Regions from separate parts of the Mus musculus genome. Here region 2 is linked to region 1. The links are chromatin contacts, called in public HiChIP or PLAC-seq maps. All regions are on one chromosome and are shown on one strand. Each heading gives the region's core, a stretch centred on a gene start, on an enhancer-like site or on the middle of the called end of the contact. The rest is flanking DNA. Distances are from core to core; before and after follow the strand shown. Region 1 has its middle 9.9 kb from the start of Gm31775. Region 2 overlaps Zmiz1 (zinc finger, MIZ-type containing 1).

Evidence for each region. HiChIP or PLAC-seq counts read pairs in DNA pulled down with a chosen protein or histone mark.
Region 2: an H3K27ac HiChIP or PLAC-seq map of oligodendrocyte precursor cells shows a contact between it and region 1, with 9 times the contacts expected there. The contact joins two enhancer-like sites. A contact is called at or near these places in 1 of 15 datasets of contacts at CTCF or cohesin (pro-B cells), 25 of 484 Hi-C or Micro-C datasets (cardiomyocytes, cerebellum, cerebral cortex and 13 more), 3 of 115 datasets of contacts at active chromatin or transcription factors (embryonic basal ganglia, embryonic stem cells and oligodendrocyte precursor cells) and 2 of 9 other capture datasets (embryonic tail and embryonic trunk).

What each region holds. Positions count from the first base shown.
Region 1 is chr14:24,652,894-24,657,560 of GRCm38.p6, reverse strand. No RefSeq gene overlaps it. Among named protein-coding and RNA genes, the nearest start is that of Gm31775, 9.9 kb to the left of the region's middle. Within about 2 kb of position 1,865, at least 27 of the 459 cell types and tissues checked have an H3K27ac peak or open chromatin away from gene starts, as enhancers often do. A contact at or near this core is called in cerebral cortex, neural progenitor cells and oligodendrocyte precursor cells, where this site is marked.
Region 2 is chr14:25,562,895-25,567,561 of GRCm38.p6, reverse strand. All of the region lies in intron 3 of Zmiz1 (zinc finger, MIZ-type containing 1), which reads right to left. Among named protein-coding and RNA genes, the nearest start is that of 4931406H21Rik, 22 kb to the left of the region's middle. Within about 2 kb of position 2,096, at least 27 of the 459 cell types and tissues checked have an H3K27ac peak or open chromatin away from gene starts, as enhancers often do. A contact at or near this core is called in cerebral cortex, neural progenitor cells and oligodendrocyte precursor cells, where this site is marked.

The sequences.
Region 1 (4,667 bases), core at 616-3,115:
ATGTCATTTGTTAAGTCCTATCCCATGCCATCTCCAAGGGAGCCCAGGTCACTTTCTCTTAATCTTCACCACAAGGTCACTATTGTTACCGAAACGAAAACATTACAGTTTGGATGATGACTAAGTATCATTAATAATTACTAAGTATCAAACCTGAGGACTCAAGATCATAGGCGGAATCAAGTTTCAAATTCCATGTTGTGGTTCCAAGCAGGGGTAGGGGCTGATAGAGGAAAAACAGGACCAACCTGAGAATCAGCTGTGACTCACCAAGAAATGATCAGGGACCTTAGGACTCTGGGCCCAAGCTGATGGCCTTTGCTATAGGAAGGAAAGACGAGCCAGGCATCTACTAGGAGCAGCTGCCTGCTGGAGAGCAGAGCTCCTCAGTAGAGGAACAGGCAACAGAGCAGAGATGAGCAAAGAAAAACTGTAGATAGGTGGGCGGGTCACCGAGATCTCAATTCAGAAAGAAAGCGAAGGATCTGAGGGCTTGAATTCCACAGCAAATTGTCTAAGTTCTCCCTCAAGCCACATTTCCTGGTCATTCAAGGAGCAGCTCTGGGACAGAAATTCAGAAAACAACAATTTGTCATTCTGCCATTATCAGGGCTTGGGGACTCTAGACTGCCCCATGTTGCCTTGGCACATGCTAGTCCAAGTCACTGTTGTACGTATGGGGTTTTAGAGGTAAACTGAGGTAAAAGTGTATGTGCAATGTAAAGGGGGTTGCCATTTAAATACCAGCCAGTTCGTAGGATTTTCCAGAGGAGTGGCCTGCTGGCTGGTGAGGAGACCTTTTCTATCTTGTCTGGGCCTTGAGGTTCCCACATCTGTTCACAGCATAGCTGCCATCTTGGGTTTGGTAATTCTTTAGGAAATATCTGAACAGTTCCCTTTTCCAGTCCCAGGCCTCCCTTCTGTAAAATGGGGATACAAATAGGAAGCTCCTAAAAATCTCTCTCTCTCTCTCTTTCACACACACACACACACACACACACACACATACATATACACACCACACACTCACACATTCTCTCTCTCTCTCTCTCTCTCTCTCTCTCTCTCTCTCTCTCTCTCACACACACACACACACACACACACACACACACTCTCACTCACACATCTGGAGCAGAGGATGTCATAACTTTCTGCCTCGTCCACACCCCTGCCTCCGCCTAGGAGTAGAGATCCAGCTCCCAGAATCCTGGCTTCCCACAGATGCAGTCCTGTCTTTAAGCATGTCTAACCAAGGTTTCCAGCCTGAGAGGAGGTTAACTCTAAGATCTTGCAGCAGGAAAGTAGGACATGTGTGACAACACCCACACTCATACACACATACACACCTTCACTCTGTCCTCCATCTTTTGTGCCCAAGTATGATCTTCAAGAAAAAATAAGCTTACGGGTGGTCTTGCTTACCCTTCATCTACCATCAGGGCTCCTCAAGAAAGTAGCCCTTCAGCTACCATTAGGGACCCTCAGGAAGGTAGCAAGGATGCAAAATAAGCCAGATGGAAGTCACCAGACCTGTCCTTTACTGACCAAACCCTCCTTCGTTTTGCTTTTCTGAAAGGGGAGTGTGTTATTCTATGAACGCACCACTGTAAGGCTGGAATGAAATAAGCTAACACAGTCTTCAGCAGAGTACGCAGAGTACACAGCTGGCACTCAATAAATGGCCAGTTTCTTTCCACAGACAAGGCTGCAGCCCCACCTGTTTCCATGGAGAAAGGCAGCTGCAAGGCTTACTTTAACACTAAACATAGCAGCAGTATCTTTCCTGTGCCCAGTGACGTGATGCCTGCAGCCAGGGCAGCCAGCTGGGGTGTGGATGTGTTCTCAGGCCAGATAAAGGACAAAGGAGGGTCCGGAGAGGAGCTGTGTCAGCAGTTAGGAAGGGCAGCACTGACAGTGACACGGGGCCCAGCCCACTCTTCTGATTCGATGCCCCAGAAATCACGATTGGCCCGGGGAAGCGTGCACTGCCTGACAATCAGTTCACGCCTGTCCCTATCCTTTTCCTACCTTGGTTCCCTGCTGCCTCTGGCTCCACCTGAAGGTCTTAGCTCCCCATTTCAGAACAGCCACCCCTGTCCCAGCCTGCAGGGACATCTCCAATCTGTGCTCTGAGGAATGGGCTTTTCTGCACCCAGCATGTGTGAACTTGGAGGCTGCCATCTGCCTCAAGTCAACGTTGAGGGAGACAAAGAAAAACAAGCCACCTGTACTCCAGGTCCATACTCTTGCCCTGAAAGAGCTACGTAGGATGGAGTTCCATAGAATGAAGCCCTATCCCTAAGCCACAGTATCTCCGGGACAGCCATAGGTTCTAGGAGCCCCACATAAGACGTGAGCCTCAAAAATACCATTTTTCTTTGCAAAAAGGTGTCATGACCATGGCATCAAATGCCCCTCAGGGGTAAGGGGATGCTGAGTTCCTCAGTTGCATGGTTAGGATGAGGCTGGAGCCTTCTAAGACTCCTCCAAAGAAACTCAGTGAGCCTATGATTCTGTACCAGGCCCAATTAGCCCTAAGTCCTGTTTCTCATTTCCAAATACACTTCACTATTTGAGGGTCTTAACTGAGGGGTGGGTTCCTGCAGAAAGACCCCTTAGCAGAGAGTGCAGCATGGGATGAGAAGCAGGAGAGATGCCTATTCTAACAGTCTTAGGAAGCCATCCCCAACGCCCTCACTTGCATGGGGAAGTCTTGGCTGGATGTAACAAACTAGTCAGAAAGGCCACTGTCCCAAGTCACCATATCACCTTTGCTCATTCCCTATGATGTTCTTCTTCCTGAAGTGCAGGGATCAACCAAGTATCTTAGGCATGCTAGGCAGGCACCCCACCACAGCGTCTTGCCCTTGATCCTTATCTTCTGGTGGGCTTCATGGTCTTGCTGTGTAGCTCAGGGCGCTCTTGGATTCCCTATGTAGACAAGGCTGGCCTCAAACTCATGATTTGCCTCCTAAACACTGACATGAGAGGCATAAACCACTGGAGGGTCTTCCAGAGACATCTTTGCTTTCCACATGTAGAGTAACTTGTCCTGAACACACATCTGGTCAGGCCATCAAAAAGTTAACGCACCCCAAAAACACCTCTACCTACCAGCTAGGATGCACCTTGGCCCCACCCCACAACAGGCAGTGGATAAAGGTGACTGCTCCATCCTGTCAGACACCCCACGGAAGAGTTGAGCCCAGTTGTTCACAAGCATATGCATAGACAGTCCCAGCAGCTATAGCATCTGGGGTAACCTGGCTCAGCTGGTCAGAGGCAGAGATGAGGACATGCAAAAAAAAAAAAAAAAAAAACCCACAAAGCAAGCAAGGCATAGGGCTGGGGATAGGGCTCAGTGGGTAGGAGCACTCCCTGCACATGCATGAGGAACAGAGCTTAGCACACACATAAAAAGTGGAACATGGTCAGTCACATAAGCTTCTAACTCTGGGGAGTAGGAGAGTCAGAAGGATCGCTGGGAATTGCTACTTGCCGGCCCCAGTGTTCAGTGAGAGACCCTGTCTCTAGGGATTAAGATAGACAGTGATAGGATAGAATACCTGTGAGAACATATCTAAATATGCATGTATGCATATCACACACATACACATACGGCAGTAAAGGTTCCACCTTGGTGACACTGCGCCCAATGCACAAACATATCTCCTATAGATACTGTGTCACAAGGCCACAGAGCCACCCAGTGGGGAGCCTGCCGGGGTCCTCATCCTGAAGGACTTTGGTGGCACTACTGAAGCTGTGGTTCTAGCTGCCACTGGGGCCTCTGCCCTATCTACACGTAGTCTGCCAGGCTTCCTGCTGCTAAACATGGATCCATTCTCTGCCCTTTCCACATCACTTCCTCTCTGCTCCAGCCAGCATCAGCTTCATTGGCTCAGAAGCAAAGCGCCAAACCTCAATTGCTGTGTACCTTAAGACCGGGGTCTGACATGTCTGTCACAGGAAGAAGGTGCTGACTCCAGAGAGATGCTGGGAGTGCAGAGTGGGTGGCCAGGCTAATGCCCCACAATGAAGAAGAGTCCGCCACAGGAAGCCTGAGCCTGCACACAGGAGCTCCAGGTCCAGGGAAGAGGGACATGAAAACAGATGCAGGCTTTCAAGACACGGTACCTTGCTGTCTTACAAAATGAAGCTGGTGGCAATTAACACAACCAGACCTTGGTGCTGTCTCCAGCAGCTCAGAGATCATTAGCATATTTTTTAGCGATAAACTACTTTTTAATTAAGGTATATACATTTTTTCTTTTAACACAACACCACAATGATACACCTAATAGGAGATAGTATAGTACAGAGATAACTTTTATAGTCACTGAGAGAAAGAAAAATTTGGATAACTTGTCTAATTGTGACATTTGCTTTATTACCCAGGGAGGGAAGGGAACTCTCCTAATATGACTAGCCCTGATGGCTTGACTTCCAGTTACTCTCCTCCACTTCAACCCTGCCATCTTTCTCTTTGAGAACAGCAACAAATGGAAGGAACCTGCTCCTAAAAGGGGAAGCCATGGAGGTTTGAGTTCTGGCTGTAGGAAAGCTAACCCAAGGTTGAAGCTAGAAGGATAAGAAGGGGCAGGGCCCAGGCTCAGAGACCAGTGAGGATGTTCTGAGCATTGCCAACTAAAAATTAAGAAGAAATC
Region 2 (4,667 bases), core at 847-3,346, 910 kb before region 1:
ACTGGCTGGGGACCCAGAAAGGAAGCACAAAGAAACCCCAGGCCTGAAATACCAGCACCCAGCTCAGAGCCTGTAACCAACCAGGAAAAGACCTCCATGGGCATACCAGCCAGCAGGGGGCACTCTAGACAAACCACAGCATCCTGAGGGCCAGATGCTGACTCCAGACTCTCAAGTCCTCTGAACACCTCTACCTTCTCCATCATTTTAAAAGCTCGAAGGTGTCCTGCACTCTAAAATACAGGAGGGCCTTGTGCAGTCGTCCCTGGCTTCAAAGCTTCAGTTTCTCCATGGATAGGAGACAAGAGTCACTGGTGGCTCCACCAAGTTCTGCCTCCAAGGAGGATCTTCCAGGAAGGCCATGCCATTTAGGACCAGGAACTCAGAGAGGTCTTGACACATGCTTGCACATATCGATATCTTCGGTAGCCTAAGGATGCTCTGCCCACCCACGGAAGCTTCTAGCAAGTATGAGGAGCTTGCACATCCCTGGTCAGCAACCTTTCAGCCCCAAGGCTGCTTTTCCCTTATGAACGCTGTCAAGACCCCAGGCCTCACTTCAGGAGGCAAATAGCAAAGAGACAGACAGTACCACTCTAGATCAGGCTAACCTCCACAGGGTCTCTGGATTCAAAGGTCTTCAGGATACCTGTGGGCAAAGTTGTTCCCAACTTGACAGTCCATTTGATTTTGTTTTGGGGAACCCAAAACCCATAATGATTTTGTCCTAGATGACATGGTCTATATCTGTCCAGGTCTGGGCTCCATCTTATGGAATCAAGGTGTGACCTGGCTGGGCTTCCAACACTTGTGAGACTCATAGGACATCAGAGAGGTAACTGTCAGGAGACATTACAGACAACAGGAACAACAGAGGGAGTCCCTGCCCTCCTCCCCAAATACAATCTCATTGTAGTTCAGACTGGTTTCAAATTCATGGGGAATCCTCCTGCCTCAGTGCTGGTATTACAGTTATCTAGCTATTATATATTTTCATTTATAAAATAAAAGCTGAAGAAAGAGGCCCACACAGCACACTCCTTTACATTTATTTTTTCCAGATGGGGTCTTTGTATGTAGCCCAGGCTGGCCTTGAATCCATGAAGCTCTTGTTTGAGCTTCTTGAAACATTATACTTAGTTGAGGTGTCACTTTGAAACTGCTTGTATCAATAGTAGAGAATGGGGGCCAATAACACAGGAATGAACAGAGATGGCAGGCCTGAATTCCACACTGCAAGGTGCAAGGACTTGAAAGCTAAGGGTCTAGGGCCTGAGGAGAGGTTAGCACCAGGCAGGAAAAGGGGGTGGGGCATGGAAGGGACAGCCTGGCTTCTGTACACACTGTTTTCACTGGCTGCCCAGTTCCGAGGCAAAGCCTTTGAGAGATGAAGTGCAAGGCTGCCAGCGGGGCTAAGCTAGAAACCTCTGCCTTTCTAGCCATTAGCATGCTGCTCTTTCCATGTCCCCCCAAGACCGGTGGCCACAGTCTCCTGCGTACTCCTATCTCAAGCCATGGCTGGGTCCCAAATGAAGCCCTTGTTCCATCCCATTGGTCCAAAGCCAGTGGTTTGCAAGGCCACCCAGAACCCCATCACAGCACCCTGTTGTCAGGAAGCGGCAAGCCGTTGGCGGCCAGCAGAGGTCGCCCCACTGCCACAGAAGCACCACTCAGCTGTGTTTGCCTCCAGGTGCCTTTAGACAAAACCATCAGTGGAAGCAGCTCTAGCACCCAGGCAGGACCTGGCTCTCTACCAACCAAGAACCTGGTACCAACCTGGTAGCCTTTTCCAGTCTGCTGCCCTCTGATTAAGTGTGGACTCAATCAGGAAACTTTTCTGTGGTCCTGCCATCCCTGTCCTTGTGTCTTTCTAGTTAGCCTGGGGGGGTCTACAGTGGGTGGGTACCTGCTCTGCTACCCTCCCACTGTGTGAACAGGGCAAGAAGCTGGGCCTCAGTTTGTATATCTGTAAAATGAAGGCCTGGGCTAGCCATCCTCTGGCAGCCTGCCAAACGCCAGAATCCAAGGGCTCCAGCTGCCTGGAAACTCCACCTCAGTAGGAGCAGCACATTCAACTTTAAAATCCAAAGGTTCTGCCCAAGCGGTGGAGCCCGTAGCCTGGAAAACTCCCGGAAAGCCTCTTCCACCACTCCACCAACCCCCTGCCAGATGGCCCAACGCCCCAGGCACTGCCTCTCTTGAAGCTATGCCTGACCAGAGACCATTACATGTATGGAAGTTTTTAGCTGGTGACATGGTAGTCAGGCTGAGTCTTCCCGATTTCCAGGGGTGGTCGTGCTGGGAGAAGTTTCTGTTGACAGTATCATCTCCTGGCAACGCTCAGGTCAAGCTGGCCCCGTGCACTTAAAGCCTCCTGGAGAATGAACTGCAGAGAGCTGAAGGGGGACTAAGAAGCCAACCTCTTCAGCTACACCAGTGGAAAACAGTGGACAGAAGCCTCAAACAGGCGAGAACTCATCTGGCTGTCTTACATATAGGGTCTTTCCCTGGACACAGGGGTAGAGAATTTTTACTGTACAGTGGGCACTCGGAGCACCCCAGTGTGGGAAGAGCACCTCACAACCATCTTACAAATACTGTGTTTTCTTTTCCCACTTCTCAGGCCTAGCGAGTAAACCCGAGCGTCTCCAGGTAAAGGTGTTTTCACACGGCACACACATCTACGTACCCCTCTGCACTCTCCATAGCTGGTATGTGCACACATGGGCTGTTGGCCCAGATGCACTGGAGCACACACATCTCCTGACAGCTTGCACAGGCAAGTAGCACATCTCTGGGGAGCTGTGTGAGCAACGGTGTGCAGAAATGATTCAATCACCATGCACATCTGCAGCGCGAGTTGGGGGAGGGGGGAGGGGGACTGGCAGCAGGGCTGGGAGACTCTGCCCATAGCTTGACTGGAGGCTGTGTTTTGAAACAGGACCAGGGGGACAACCTTGCTCTGGCAAGAAAGAAAAAAAACAAAGAAAGAAAGAAAGAAAGAAAGAAAGAAAGAAAGAAAGAGGAAAGGAAAGGAAAGGAAAGGAAAGGAAGAAAAAAGAAAGAGGGAGGGAGGAAGGGAAGGAAGAAGGGAGGGAATGAGGGGTGGGGAGGGGGAAGGAGGGAAAGAGAGAGAGGAAACATAGAAGCCAGACTTTAGGGTACCACCCCAATCTATTCCTCCAGCAGTGTGGTGGTTTGAATATGCTTGGCCCAGGGAGTGGCACTACTTGGAGGTGTGGACTTGTTGGAAGAAGTGAGTCATTGTGGGTATGGGCATTAAGGCCCTCATCCTAGCTGCCTGGAAGCCAGTCTTTTCCTAGTGGCCTTCAGATGAAGATGTAGAACTCTGAGCTCCTCCTGTACCATGCCTGCCTGGAGGCTTCCATGCTTCCATCTTGAAGATAATGGACTGACCCTCTGATCCTGATGCCAGGCCCAATTAAATGTTGTCATTTATAAGAGTTGACTTGGTCATGGTGCCTGTTCACAGCAGTAAAACCCTAAGACAAGCAGCTTTAGAATTTTAGGGGGACAGAGGTCATGGAGCTTGGTCCTCTCCTAGCCTGTCCCCCTCCTCCCACTGCTCTTAGCCCACATCCCAAGCCCCTCACTTGGGTGGCTCGCTGCCTCCTAGTCTGAGGTCTGAACATATTGCTACAGCTGTGACTTGGCCTGCCCTTGGGTCAGACTGCCTGCCCTTTCACCGCTAAAGGTCCAGCAAAGTGTAGTTGGCAAGTGACACTACTCACTCACTCTACTCCAGTCCCCTCAGTGTCACTGTCACACACCTGTCTCCCCTTCAGCCAGGATGGCTGACAGTTATGCATCTTGAAGCCCATACCCCAAATGTGCTCATGCAGTGGACCGACGAGGGTGAATGCTATGGCTAAGGTACTGAGACTGAAACCTTAGTTGTAACTGGGGGATCTTGGGCCTGGCTGGTACCGGCCACTTAGGACAGTGTCCTTAAGGAGTGATACGTGTCCCACGGGTGAAAAGAATGACTTCAGGTAGCCTCTGTGCAAACCTTTTCCATTTTCACAGTGAAGTCTTGGTCTAGGAAAATGACCAAGGGTGAGCTCACAGGTCTTATTTATGATGGAGTTAAACTACTTATCTAATGGCTGACCTAAGTGAGCTCAAAGGTCATTTTAAATGTAGTCTTAGTTGAGAGTTGGGTAGGATGTAGTGGTGGGGAATGAGGTAAGGGAAGCTCTGATGTCGACCTCCACCCTCCTCATCTTAAAGGAGAGGTCATGGAAGCTCAGAGAACCACCTGGGAAGCAAAGGCAGGCGAGGGAGGGGGCAACTGTTTCTTCGGTGGTCTACTCCAGGGGAGGCTGGAAGACAGGCAGACAGGAGCCAGAGAAGTGAGGAAGCTTCAGGCAGCTGCTGGGGACCAGCTGTCCTTCTCGAGAGCAAGCAGTGAGGACAGGCCCTGAGCAGGCAGGAGATCCGCATAGGGTCGGGTTCCAGTGGGTGGTGGGCTGGGAGCCAGGCCTTCCTGACTGTGGGCTTCGGGAAAGCTCTTTCACCTCCCGAGCCTGTGACTTTTTATGGGAGGACAAGAAATCTCCTCCCTTCCCTGCTGGGCTAAGGGACTGAGCAAGCAGAGATACTTAGGAGACAGGTTTCTGAAAGACCCACACCTGCTTCCTCTAGCG